Linked DNA regions of Rattus norvegicus: region 2 is linked to region 1. A link is a contact called in public Hi-C data. All regions are on one chromosome and are shown on one strand. Each heading gives the region's core, a stretch centred on a gene start, on an enhancer-like site or on the middle of the called end of the contact. The rest is flanking DNA. Distances are from core to core; before and after follow the strand shown.

Evidence for each region. Hi-C and Micro-C count contacts between places; a contact is called where the count stands out from the background.
Region 2: a contact with region 1 is called in a Hi-C map of Schwann cells, with 4 times the contacts expected there. The contact joins the promoter of Dok5 here to the promoter of Pfdn4 in region 1. A contact is called at or near these places in 4 of 12 Hi-C or Micro-C datasets (the A7r5 cell line, the Rat2 cell line, Schwann cells and 1 more) and 1 of 1 datasets of contacts at active chromatin or transcription factors (oligodendrocytes).

What each region holds. Positions count from the first base shown.
Region 1 is chr3:179,718,765-179,725,554 of GRCr8, reverse strand. It overlaps Pfdn4 (prefoldin subunit 4), which reads right to left and starts at 3,692. Exons shown (of 6, transcript NM_001399732.1): 1 at 3,661-3,692. The coding sequence starts at 3,684.
Region 2 is chr3:179,931,169-179,937,958 of GRCr8, reverse strand. It overlaps Dok5 (docking protein 5), which reads right to left and starts at 3,298. Exons shown (of 8, transcript NM_001109344.2): 1 at 3,159-3,298. The coding sequence starts at 3,224.

The DNA of each region.
Region 1 (6,790 bases), core at 2,443-4,942:
CATACACATCAGCAAAAATAAAACTTTTAACAAAGAAAAGGCTTTCACTATTCTACACTGATATATAATGACATTTATAGATGGCATATCATATTAGAATTAATAAATGCAGGGTAAGTTCACAAATCCACACTCCACCCATTCCTGGTCTCCTGTAAGCTATGACATACGGTGTGTATACACAAACTTCTCCAGAGGTTGAAAGGTAGCCTCAAGAGACAGCTCAGTGGTCCAGAGAAAGAGACAGTCATTGGAGTCTAGACTCCCCTTCACCAGGCTCTCGTCCCAACAAGCAATTGTGCATGCCCTAAGCCTGACAACTGTGCACACACTAGGTCTGCATCAGACCTACTGTGTGTGCTCAAAGAGCCCCTCCCATCATGAGTGCACAGTGGTCAACACTGTGGCTTCCATCAGCACAGGGAGGAGCACCAGAGACTCACAGACATCCTGGTTGCTTTGCCTATGGGAATTATCACTCTCCCAGACAGAGGACCTTGAAGACTCCCTGCTTACTTCTGTTTGCAGAGCCCCCAAGCCCTAGAATGCATTTCCAGGTGTGTCTGTCACCATGAGGACTTTATGGGCAACTCAAGTGAGGCTCTAGCAGGACCTGCCTGACTAGCAACAGTGGCAAGGAGGTTTCTGAATTAGAATCTAAATTATGATGATCAGACTCAAAAAATATTTGGGCATCAAAGAGCGCTGGAAGTTGGCTGTTTTCTATTTTCCCAAAGCAGGCACTTCTTGATACAGCCCTGCCAAACAGCAGCCACCAGCGGGCACTTGGCCCCTGGGACCCAGTTTCTTGAAGTTAGTTTTTCTCCCAGGGTTTTAAGACTGTAGTTGGGGCGGGGGTTTGGAGAGGGGTTGGTCCTCAGCAGTAGCTAAGAAACTGATACCCATGATCCCTTGGGGAAGAAGTTCCCAGAATACCTCGTTTCTTTCTAAGGTGCTAGGGACTGAACTGAGGGCCTTCTATGCTGGCCAAGCATGTCCATTCAGCTACACCTCAACCCCACTTCTACGCTCCTTGAACTGCATTTTGGCAGGAAGATAGTAACTTCTAGCTGGCGTGCAAGGTCATCAAGAAGTCGATTTAGTCCCCCAAACCATACGCAAAATAGGTAGACATTGCAGGGTGTCCAGTCTTTTGACATTGTGACATGATGCCATCTACAAATGGTTTGGGCTCCATTCACAGCTATCCTTGGGACCAAAGGGTGCAAGGTGAACATGCCTAGCCTTCGACTACATTCTCCGCAAGGGGTCGTAGCAGCTTTCGGATTTTCAAAGACACCTATAAGCTCAGAGGGCTAGCGACTCCTGTCTTAGGCAGGCGTGGGCGCAGTGACTACTGAAGAGGGTTATTTTCTACTCCAGATAGGAGTGAAGGGATGGCAGGAGGGGACTCCGAACCAGGCATGTGGAACTTCAGGTAATTTTCTCAATTCCCTGGAGCCACCCCCAATCTGTCTCCCTTGCAGGGATGGTACAATGAGCCCCAAGTGCATGGGGCCTGGGTATGCACTCACCCTTCGATCAAGGATAGCCAAGTACTTTGCCTGCTCCATATTGCCTCTAAGGTTCAGTAGAAGGCTAGCTCAGTAGAATGCTTGCCCAGCACATGCAAAGGCCCGAGCTTCACCCCCAGCACTGCATAAAGCCAGGTGTGCGGAGACAAGCCTGCACCCCAGCAGTCAGGAGGTAGAGGCAGGAGGACTAACAGTACAAGTTCATCCCCGGCTGCATGGTGAGTTTGAGGCCAGCCTGGGCTACGTATGAGAGACTTCATTAAAAGAAATGAAGGAAGAATGGCAAAATGATCATTGCAGATTTAAGGGGACTCTGCTGGTTATAAGAGACATGACTTGCTCCAGAGTCAAGAAGAAAGTAAACTGCCCTGGGCCCTGACTACACCCTGGCCTTGGGAACATCTTATGGGATTGTAAGAGAAAACAAACTGTAACTATTCCAAGTTCAGGTACTGAGAGTTGAGTCCCCAGCCAAAAAGTTCTCCACTTCAGTTGACAGTCAGATCTCTGAGGATTCCAGACCAGCCAACGCTACGGAGTGAGACCTTCCCTCAAAAAAGCAAAACCAGAGACGGACAATGTCATGGAACTACACAGTATAACGGACAGCTGAGGGCCCAATCTCCCAAGAGAGGCAAATGAACTTGTTTCCTACTTGGCCAAATCACCATGGCCCCGGACTGCATGCTGCTACTGTATGATAATTTGTGAGTGACAGATCAGGGTGAAGGACTTATTCTAACTCTGAAGCCTCCCCAGGCTCGGCAGCCATTCGCTCTGCTCTTAACAAACTGGAATGGCTGACCGTCATCCCTCGGTGGTCGGAGGCACTGACTGTGTGGTGCCAATAGCAAGAACATAAACAGGGACATCTATTAGGAAGTGGAGTGAAAGCAGCTGCCTTCAGTCAGGCGCCTCTCATCAGAGACAGGCAGGCACATAGACAGACAGACACGACAAGGAGCCTGAGAGAGAGAGAGGCAGAGACAGAGAGAGACAAAGACAGGCAGGCAGGCAGGCAGGCAGGCAGGCAGACAGACAGAGTGGAGCCTAGAATGTGAGTGCTGTTTAAATCCCAGATCTTCTGCCCTTCCGTTCCTCTTCAGTTAAATATGAATAAGAACAGAATCTCCCAAAAGGTTTGCACAGGATGACATGCAAACGCTAAGAACTGTGCCCAACATACTTTGAAGCCCCAATAGTTATCAGCTGTTTGCTTGTGTGTTCTTTTTTTCCTCTCTGCAATTCTTCCCCTGTATTTAGACATACCTGCACATCTGGAAACACTCTGGGGTCATAAAACCCACATGGGAGTTTAGCTTAAGTTGGTGGCTCGAAGTATGACGGAGGGGTTGCAAAGCCGTGTAGATTAGTTGCCTATCGTGCACGAAGCCCTGGGTTCACCCCACCAGCACACCAAAAGCTGGGTGTGGTGACAAACCCGGGTAATCCCAACAACTGGAAGGTGGGAGGTGGAGGCAGAAATTCAAAATCATCTTTGACCGCACAGGGGGCAGTGGGCCAGTCTGGTGTACACACACGTAAGTCCATGTCTTTAAAAAGTGTGATAAAACACCACACCAAGCCCCATGAAAAATCATCGGAGGGCGTTTTAAATTAATAAAGAGCTGTAATTTTGGGGAAACGAAATCACCAGACCCAACATCTTACCAGATGAGTCACCAGAGAATGGCTAACTGTAAAGAATGCGGGGCACAGTGTGGGGACCCGAGTCCTTCCTAAAGGCTAGGAAAAGCCGGGGTAGCCACCACACTGGCTCGGGCCGACTCCTCTCAGCGTCAATTAAACACTAGGTGCATGGAGCATAGACGGACATGGGCGGTTCCGGGCGGAGCACCGAGGTGCGGTACCAGACATCCCGGGATGCAGAAACCGATTCGGTGCCTGAGGAGATGCGCGACCCTGAGCAGGTTAGGCAGTTACCCTGACGTGAGCCAAGAGAACAGCAGCACCCCTGGACCTAGCACGGGCCCAGGCCCTGCGCATCCCGTGGCCCCGGCGCCTCAGATACCTCATCTCCTCAGACCTCCGACTCCCCAGCGTCCCGCGTCTCCCCAGATCCCCCAGCCCACGGATCCTCGGACCCCGGCTCGGCCGCACTCACCGCCTTCTTCATGGTGGCCGCCATCTTGGACTGAACCATAGGGCGCGGGGGAAGACCATCCAGGCGCGCGTCACCCCACGAGGTCCCTCTCGAGCCCTGCTGAGCCAAACTCCCCTAAAATACAGAAATATCTCCACATTACTGCCAACTATGTCTCTGACCTATGAATTCCCATGGCAAGGACGCAGAAAAAAACTATAGTCTGGAAAACACTTGGTACTTTCCAATTAAAGGGACAGGCAGCTTCCCTCTCGGCCGGCATAAATACCGAGTGAGGCCATTAGTCGGGCCTGGGATTCCAGTCACGGCCAGCAGGGGGAGCGCTTGGTAGGTACCGCCCAGCTGGGTGGGCTGGGAGGCTTAAATTCTTTTTCCCTTTCTTCAACAACCTAACACTGACGCTAGGGAGGCTGCGGGCGTGGCTTCGGCTCCTTTGGTAAAGTATTTGCACTCAAGATGAGATCCTGAGTTCTATCCACAGCCCCTACCACATAAAAGCCCAGTGCTGGCAAAGCTACAAGCTGAAGGGACTGGTATATAGGCCACCCTTGAAGTTGGCCTTAGCTTGTATGCCACTGACCACTGCAAGGGACACTAGGATGGGCTAAATGACACTAGCCAGGAGTAAATGAAACCAAACGTAAGTGACCCCAAAAGGATCTAGAGCAGTGGTTCTCAACCTTCCTAATGCTGAGACCCCTTAATACCGTTCCTTATGTTGTAGTGACCCCCCGCCCCACCCATAAAGGTATTTTTGTTGCTACTTCACTATGTAAATTTCCTATGGTTATAAGTCGTAATGTAAATAAATACCTATTTTCTGATAGCATTAGGCGACCTCTGTGAAGGGGTCGCGATCAATAGGTTGAGAACAGTTGATCTAGAGCGCTGTAACAGACTCAGACCCTTAGATGGAAGCTTACTGGATGGTTGGTTGGTTGGTTATTTATTTATTTATTTATTCATAGACAGAGTCTCTCTATGTAATCCTAGCTGTCCTGGAACTATACATGTAGACCAAGCTGGTCTCAAATTCACAGAGATCCTCCTGCCTCTGCCTCTGGAGTGCTGGGATCAAAGATATGTGCCATCATGCGTCACTGGAACGAATTATTTTACGTATTTAAAATTAGATTGGTTCAGCAATATGTGTTTCACTCACTCAAATATATTAGCCTGAGAAGGCTATCCACCCAGGGCCCAGTGGGCACCAGGCTTCCTCAGTAACCAGGGCCTTTGTTAACTTCGGGAAGCCATTTTCATTCTGCTACTTCGCAGTTGTAATACAGAATCGAATCTCAGTGGTACCTGGGGTCACGGTGGCACCGTTTTTGTTTTTGTTTTTTGTTTGTTTGGTTTGGTTTTTTGGGTTTTGTTGTTGTTGTTGTTGTTTATTTGTTTGTTTTTTAGGAACTCCTTTGTATATACGGAAAACCCCAGTCCTGAACTCTGTAACCCTTGGGCCAGACTCAGAAGGGAGAGCTAGTGTCTGGCTGCAGTGGTCAATGGCGATTCAGTAGTTGGTGGAATGTTGACTGGACCGAAAGGATACCAGACACTGGGGATGCTGCAGGTCAAACAGACAAAATACCCCGTCCTGGAGCAGCCTACTGACAGGAGACAGACCACAAACACACAGTTAAATAAGGATGGTGTGTCTAAAAGGGTGGTTAGTGTAAATGGGACTGACGGCCCCAGCAAGGAGGACACATGCAGCTTTCGTCAGGAGAGGCATGAAAAAGAAATAGAAAACATAAAATCAGTTGGAAGTGAATGTTGTCCAAGCCCTGGCTTTAGACTGTGTCACACAGGGATAATGAGTGTATTTGTCATCCCCCACCCACAAATCCTGTAGCATCAGTCTGTGCTTCCTGGGCTTGAGGAGAAAGAGTGAGCCACAGGAGCCCGCAAATCTCGCTAGCAGGAAGTAATTTGATCCTGTGCCTGCAGGAGGCGCCCAAGGACCACGACTGAATTCTCAGGCATTCAAGCCCATTTTCCCAATGTTTTGAACTTCTTTTCATCTTATCCTGGGAGTTTGCCCGTTTGTATTTGGCTCAAAATTTTTTGAAAGCTATTTTGTCCTGGCAGGGTTTGAAATTCTCCCGCCTTCCCACTGCACGTAGGGTCTAACTAAAACCCCAAAACCAAGGCCCTTCTCGCACTTTCCCTGCGGAGACCTGAACAAGCATCTATCTGTTCACCCCAGAAAGGAAAGCGATGGCGGAACAAAGTAAGGATGCCACAAGGGTCCAACTTAGTGAGCCAACGAGTTTATCTCACGCGGGACGCAATGGGCAAGGGGGATGGAGGGTTACGTACAGGAGTGTGAGGGGCTACTTGGAAGAACATGGAGAACCCAAAGATCCTCTTGGTCCAGTCAGCACGCCACCAAAATCTCCACTGACCACTGCAGCCAGACACTAGCTCTTGAATCTGAGTCCGGCCCAAGGGTAACAGCTCCCAGGATGGAGAGAACACACGACTCTTCCCTCCGGAAGATGCAGGAGCAGGACACCATCTTGGAGGAAGAGGCCAGACCCCTCTCCTCTCCAGTCATAGAACCTTCCATCGCCTTCACATCGGACTTGTTCATCTCCACAGCTGTGAGAAGTACATCTCTGTTGCTTCGGAGTTGCCAATAACCCAGTTATGGGGTTCCTTGTTATAGCAGCACAGACTTACTGATACACTTTCCTTAAACTTTTGCGCCCCCGCAAGCGTCTCTATAGCTCCCTGACCATTTCCTTGGGAGCTCTTTCTTTTCTGCTAAACCAGGGGCACCAGGGGAGGCGGACCCCGCCAGCTCATTATGGAGTAAATTAATGTATGAATGATTAAACGGAGGCATATTTGAGGATTAGAGAGCATTGTGAGATAGGAAATAGCTGCTGTTGCTTTTTTCTTTTCTTTTCTTTTCTTTTCTTTTCTTTTTCTTTCTTTTTTTTTTTTTTTTTAGTTACAATGTTTGAGAGTCCGTATTCGTGTTTGCGTTTCTTCTTCCGGTGCCTTGTACCCCACGCGCCTCACGTAAACTGCGTTGCTGTGGGCCCGTCCCCTGAATAACTACCTCTCATCACCAGATGGCGCCATGACTCCAAAATTTAACTTTTGTTCTGTGCAAAGTCTT
Region 2 (6,790 bases), core at 2,049-4,548, 210 kb before region 1:
GATCTGCGACCCATCTGAATAGGGGTGTTCCTAGTTCACTTCCTGTCTATTGACAAAGTGCCTAACCATAGCTTCCTATCTTACTTACACAACTATATTATAAGCTATATTAAATATATATTTACACACGAACCTTTCATAAGAACCCTCATCCAAATAAAAGACCCAAAGCAAGGTATTTCTGCCTCAAAAAAAAAATAATAATAATTTCACTAGGCGCGCGAAGATAAAAATTTAAACGTTTAAACCACACACATACACACATCAAAGCACAACTCGGTTCCAGAAGTACGGACACCTTTCATGTTTTGATGTGTTCACAAAGCAAATTTAAATAGCGACGATGACAAAATCTGCCTTTGGACACACTCGGAATACAGGGTAAGGAAATCACACCCTGAGAAGAAGCCTTGCCACTCTCAGCTCATGTTTGATCGTGTTAGAGATAAAACTGCTATGAGAATCAATGCTATGTACTCTCCCTGGGCACAGACACTATCTTATTCGATGTCACAAGAACATCGATAAACAGCATACACTGTACAGACATTGGAAAAATCAAAGCCCCAGAAGGTCAAAGGTCATAGGCCTAATGAGTCAACCAGGCAGAATCCATTCCTATCTTATCTTTTCCCAAACCTGGGGATGTTCTTTGACACAACAGCTGCTTACCATGAAATTCGGTTTACTTGTTTAATTATAAATACTCCCAGACATGTCTCTCCTCCACAGACGCTTGTCTGGATTCCGTTAATAAAGCCATTGTCATATTACCTACCAGTTGCAAGGTCATCTCTCACCCTGTATGGTCACTGGGTGTGTCCACATATACTCTCTGTCTGCTGAGTCTGCCAGAGCCACTGCCTTAGCTCTCTGGGACTCGCAGTGCCCAGAATATACATGTTCCATGCTATATACAGCCCAGATTAGCACCAACAGCATTCCTGACCTCGGACACTGGGTCCTTATTGTCACCTCCCCCAAGAATCCTCCGCCTTTGCAAATCTACTGACACTTCAGTTGGCACTCGGCTCTGGCGACAACGGAATTGGCCTTCTTTATGAATTCTAACATAAAAGTGTCTTAACAGACTGATCTACTACTGGTAGAACAAGGGTTGACTAATAAGGCCGCTTTATATGGTTGTAAACTGACTTTTCTACTGCGCGGGATTACCATAATTCAGTGAATATTCTTGTGTGTATTTAAGGAAACACAGACAAGATGACCAAAATGTCTCAAGAGACGGGACTGTCCAAAATACTGTAAATGTAAAACAAATGCAAACTAGGCTCTCTTTCCTCTCCCTTTGCCTCTAATGTCTATCCAAAATTTGTTGGGATCCACACAAGACTACATTATGTCAATTATAATAATACAGAAAAAAGGACTTGAAAGTAATGTTAACCAGTTTCCCTTATAAATCACCCTTGTCAGGGTTTGGCATCAACTCTGATCCTCATGAATAATTCATATTCTGTGCATTAATAATGTATGCCCCCCTTCCTGTTGGAATGCTCTCTATCCCAGAATGAGTGTCTGGACTCAATCCCTTCCACTGACATGACGGAGTAAATGCAAGATTAGAATGTGGCTTTCTAACACTCGCTTTAAAATTGTGATACATGATCACCACACGATAATAAAACGTGTGACACACTTAGGATTTCTTCCTCGCCACATGGAAGTCACTGGGCTGAGGAGCCCAGGGAGCATCACAGAAACTGTAGCGGATCTGGTAAAGTTGGTTAGTTTTGTTACCTTTCTCCTTCGCTGTGTTTACAACAGTGGCAGAAGAGAAAACTCCACTGTTCAAACATAGTAACCAGCAGCGGTCAGGAAGCAAAGAGAGAAATAGGCCAAAGGAACCAGGCAAGAGTTTTATAACAATCCAGGCTGTTTCTGCCCGGCAGACATTCCTCTCTAGCCACAGTTACTACTGAGAGATTTCTTTTATTCCTAGTCAAATTAAAGGCACATTTTTTTAAAAGCCAGAAACCATATAATAAACTGGTACAGATACAATGTATTTGTGGACAAAGATACTCAATGGATCACTCAGTCTAACTGAGACATTGGCATTCTCACCAACACTAGCTTTCCTTGCTAAGTAAACTTATGTCTCAGCCCTTCCTCCTCCTCCTCACTACCATCACCACTACACCACCACCACCACCACCACCCCCACCACCACCACCATCACCATCCTGCCCCCAGCCTCTGGCAAACACAAACCAACAAAAACAGCCACGGTATTAAACACATGGAAAGAAGAAATGGGGTAGCATAACACACACACACACACACACACACACACATTCATATACATATATATGCATACACACATATTCATATACATATATATATGTATACATACTCCAATATCCTCCCCTCCCAAAGACCGTATTGTCACTTAAAACCCAAAGAGAGGCAGGATGATTCTCTCCTAAAGTGCCCCCAACAAGAGAAAAGCAAAGCAGCACTAAGAAGAGAGCCACTGGGATTCGCTCATTCATTCTTCTTTCTTTCTTTCATATTCCAGAAGCTCTACGCAGGCTTCACACATGATCGTCCAGTGGGACTCAGAAGGTGAAGTCTAAAAATCAGAAACCCACTGCCCAGGCTCAAGAGTAGAGGAGTTCAGATCTGGTCTTCTACCAGGGAGTTGGCCCTGTCCCTGTCCATGTCCCCTGTCCAAAAAGAGCTCTCTCCACCTCTGCTAACACCTGAGCCGCAGAGCAGAGTCCCTGGGGCCAGATAGTCACTGACCTTGATCCCCAGTCAGAGTATCTGCCCTGTGTCCTGGCCTCCATCCATCCCCTGGAAAAGTTAAGTTGGCGCGAGTGGGATGCCGGCCGGGGACATCCGGCAAGCTCAGCACTGTGCCATGCTTTCCAGATTCAGCACCCATGGCTACCGGGAAATATTTATTCCGAGTCAATGGGCTCCGGTAGCCACCGCTAGAAAGTCAAGCCATCCGAGAGATAAAGATAGCTCCGTGACACACTGGATGCTGGCGTTAGCGCCGCAGCCGCGGTAGCCTGGGATATGGGCTGAGAGAGCCACCAAGCAGATCTCCAGCGCCAGGAACCGGGATGCTGGCCGCAGACACAGACCCTGAAGTCGCGAACAAGGATCACGGAAAGAATGATACGTACCCCTAGGCGTCTGCTCCGGATCCTCACGTACCCCTGCTTCACTATGTCATTAAAATTGGAAGCCATCCCAGACAGACAGTGACCCTGCTGCCCTAGCGTGCGCGAGGCAGGCACCCTGAGTGGCTTCGAGGAGGGATGTGGGGAGGGTCTGGACAGAGACTAAGGGAGTGAAAGTTGACAAGGTGATGCGGTGAAACCAGACGTCAGAAGGCGCACATCGCTTTCCCTGTCTCCCCAAAGCCTGAAAGTGGGCGGCCCGCCGGCGCCCAGCAGCCACTTTGGGGGAGAGCGGCGGGAGGCGAGACTGGAGCGCGGCGTCAGCTGACTGGGCGGCAGCCTGCCAGGAGGAGGAGCCGCTCTAGCCCCCAAGGAGGAGGAGGAGAAGCACCAGAACCGAGGAGGAAAGAGAGGAAGGAGGAAGCAGAAATGGCCCAGAAGGAGGAGCGCACCGGTCCCCTCCCCCGGCCTCCGCCCACCTGGCCCCCAACCGCCTTGATCCCACCTCCTCTCCCCAGGGGCGGCTGCGCGTCCCTGCGCACAGACATCCAACGAGGTTCCAGCTCCTGTCTGTCTTTTAGAGAGAAGGACATCGGACTCTTTTTTAAAAAATAGCTGTGTGTGCCCCAACCCCATTCCTTCAGCCCCATCTTTTCCACATAAGAGCTAATTAAGGGTGTGTCCAGGGAGACCGCGCTGAATGGTTTACCTGTGACCTCTACGAATAAAGAGAGAGCCATCTCCAAGGCTTATGCTCAGCTCTTCCAGGAGGGCTCCCTGCTGTCAAGCTCTAAGCTTGTATCAATTGTCCCTCTTCTGGTTTGAGCCCTGTCTTCTCAATAAGACTGTAAGTTTCCCCAGAGCTGATTCTTGGCCTGTCGCTGCTTTGTCCTCAAACCCTCCGCTCTGTATAGATGATCAATAAATCCTGGGACTTTGTCAAGGTGGCAAGCGTGGACCCGGCGCTGCTCTGTCCTTTGTGTGCATTGACTTTGTTCAGCTCCCCTGCACCCATTAAGGTGTGGCCCCTTTGTGTAATTACCAGGCTCCCACGTAAACTTCCATAACCTGACAATCTAGCTGCCCCTGGTAAACATGGTGGATGCTTGTAAATATTCCTAGAACGGTAAGATGGGCAGAGATGGGAAGGGTTTGAGCCTGCCTGCTCTGCCTTCCTTCCGCAAACTTAAGCTGACCACCGCAGATTCTCTCCTAACATCCTCTGTCCCAGCTTTTCTAAGAAAAGAAACCTAGCACCTAGGTTTTGCAGAACCGGAAGCTGAGAAGAGGCAGTCCCTGGGGACTTGCCCACTGTCCCACAGCTGGCCAGCACAGAGCCAGGACAAAGCGCTGAGTATTCTGACGGGACCATGTAGGACTGATGTCATAAGCATGAGATTGCTTCTTGATCTCCAAAGTAGGTCTTGATCTTCCTTTACTTAAAAGCTAGATCATTCTTGGTCATCAGAGGTGACCCCAGTCAGCGCTAATGAGCTGGGCGACCTTCAGTGAGAATCACAGAGAAAGAGTCATCTATTTCACAGGTCCTTAGATCTGATGACATCGAGTTCCTCTTATCTCAAATATCATACAGGACTTCCTTTGTCTGTGGGGACTCTCATTTTAGTCATCCTGGCTGGATGGGTATTAGTCAGTCAAAGAAGAGAAATCGCCCAAGAATGTGTCATAGAATTGAGGCTAAATTGGGACAACCAGAAAACAGAGATGCCGATGAGGAGAACTGTTTGCTATATTGTAAACCATCTGCTCTGTCTTCGTGTTTCCGTTCTATGAAAAATGATGCTTTAAGTGCCAGCCTTTCACCCAAAGAGGAGAAAATGGTGAAGTCATTCGGAAGGCTTCTTCAGAAGAACTAGCACAATTAACCAACCCTGCCCATGGTGACTGGGAAACAGGTGTCTGTGAATGACATCTGCCCAACACTCAATTTGTAGATCAATTACAATGTCGCAGGAACAGAGAATGAATCGATTGCATAAGAAGCTGGCCCATAGTAACAGAAACCGTAGGTTGGGGGAGGGGGTGGGTTTGGGAATAAGGTTGATCAAATCAGACTAGAAAATGCCACCTGGGAAGAAACAAATAATTTTTCAAGTGCAAAGTTGAATGGAGTATATGGTTTTATTTGGTTGGGTTTTTTTTTTTTTTTTGTTTTGTTTTTGTTTTTGTTTTTTTTAAACTGATTGTCTCAGTTAGGGTTCTACTGCTGTGAACAGGCACGGTGACCAAGGTAACTCCTGAAAAGACAGCATATAATTGGTATTGGCTCACAGGTTCAGAGGGTCAGTCCATTATCATCAAGGCGGGAACATGGCAGCATCCAGGCAGGCATGTGCAGGAGGAGCTGAGAGTTCTACATCTTCATCTGAAGGTTGCTAGCAGAAGACTGACTTCCAGGCAGCCAGGAGGAGAGTCTTAAAGCCCACGCCCACAGTGACACACCCACTCCAACAGCACCACACCTTCTAATAGTGCCACTCCCTGGGCAGAGCATAGACAAACCATCATATTGCTATAACACACACACACACACACACACACACACACACACACACACACTATAGACTCTGGTCTCTGGTATACCAATCAGAGGACAACCTCTAACTTTCCTATAAATTAGACAGTTTCCAGTGGAGTCAGAAAAGGAGAGATACACAATTAGACACTGCCTGTTGCAACAGCACGGGAGAGCCACTTTCTCTCTGGATAAGTCTACTACGCACCACCAATGTTGTGTTAATTCCTGCTGTTCATTCAGTTTCAACCCTTAAGACTTGTTTTTATAATAGACATCTGTCTTCTCTTCCTTAGAATCCCGTCTTGTGTTTTCAGGGTGTTTCTTCCTGTGTGTGTGTGTGTGTGTGTGTGTGTGTGTGTGTGTGTGTGGTACACTCTAGTAAGTACGGGTGCATGTGGAAGCCTGGGGAGCTCTAAATGTTTGCTGTTTGTCTTTGAGACCATCTTTGATCACCAGGGGACAGCCCGTCTCCACTTTCCAGCAGTGCCTCAGGTTAGTGCCTCTGCACCTTTTCTTACCTGGGTTTTAGGGGTTGAACCCAGATCTTCACACTTGTACTCTAGCTCCTGAGCCATCTTCCTGGTTCTGCATCCGCTTCCTTAGAGGACTGGTGATTCCTTCAGATGTGGCCTTTGGTTCCAGCTGGCTGGTCCGAGTTAATTGGCTTGCATTCAGGAAGCATCCCCTTGACTACAGCTCTTTAAACTTGGCAAGCTCTTTTCTGGATCTCAGCCTTAAAAACAAAGAAAAAAACTACTCATTTTATTTAGTGTTTGTGTGTCTGCCTTGTGTATCTCAGAGTCTCACCATATCTTAAGCTAACCTCGTTCTTGCTTTTTGCCTTCATTAGGGTTTTACTGCTGTGAGCAGACACCATGACCAAGGCAACTCTTAGAAGGACATCATTTAATTGGGGCTGGCTTACAGGTTCAGAGGTTCAGTCCATTGTCATCAAGGCAGGAGCATGGCAGCATCCAGGCAGGCATGGTGCAGGAGGAGCTGAGAGTGCTACATCTTCATCTGAAGGCTGCTTGAAGACTGGCTTCCAGGCAGCTAGTGTGAGGGTCTTATAGCCCCACCACAGGGCCATGCCTAT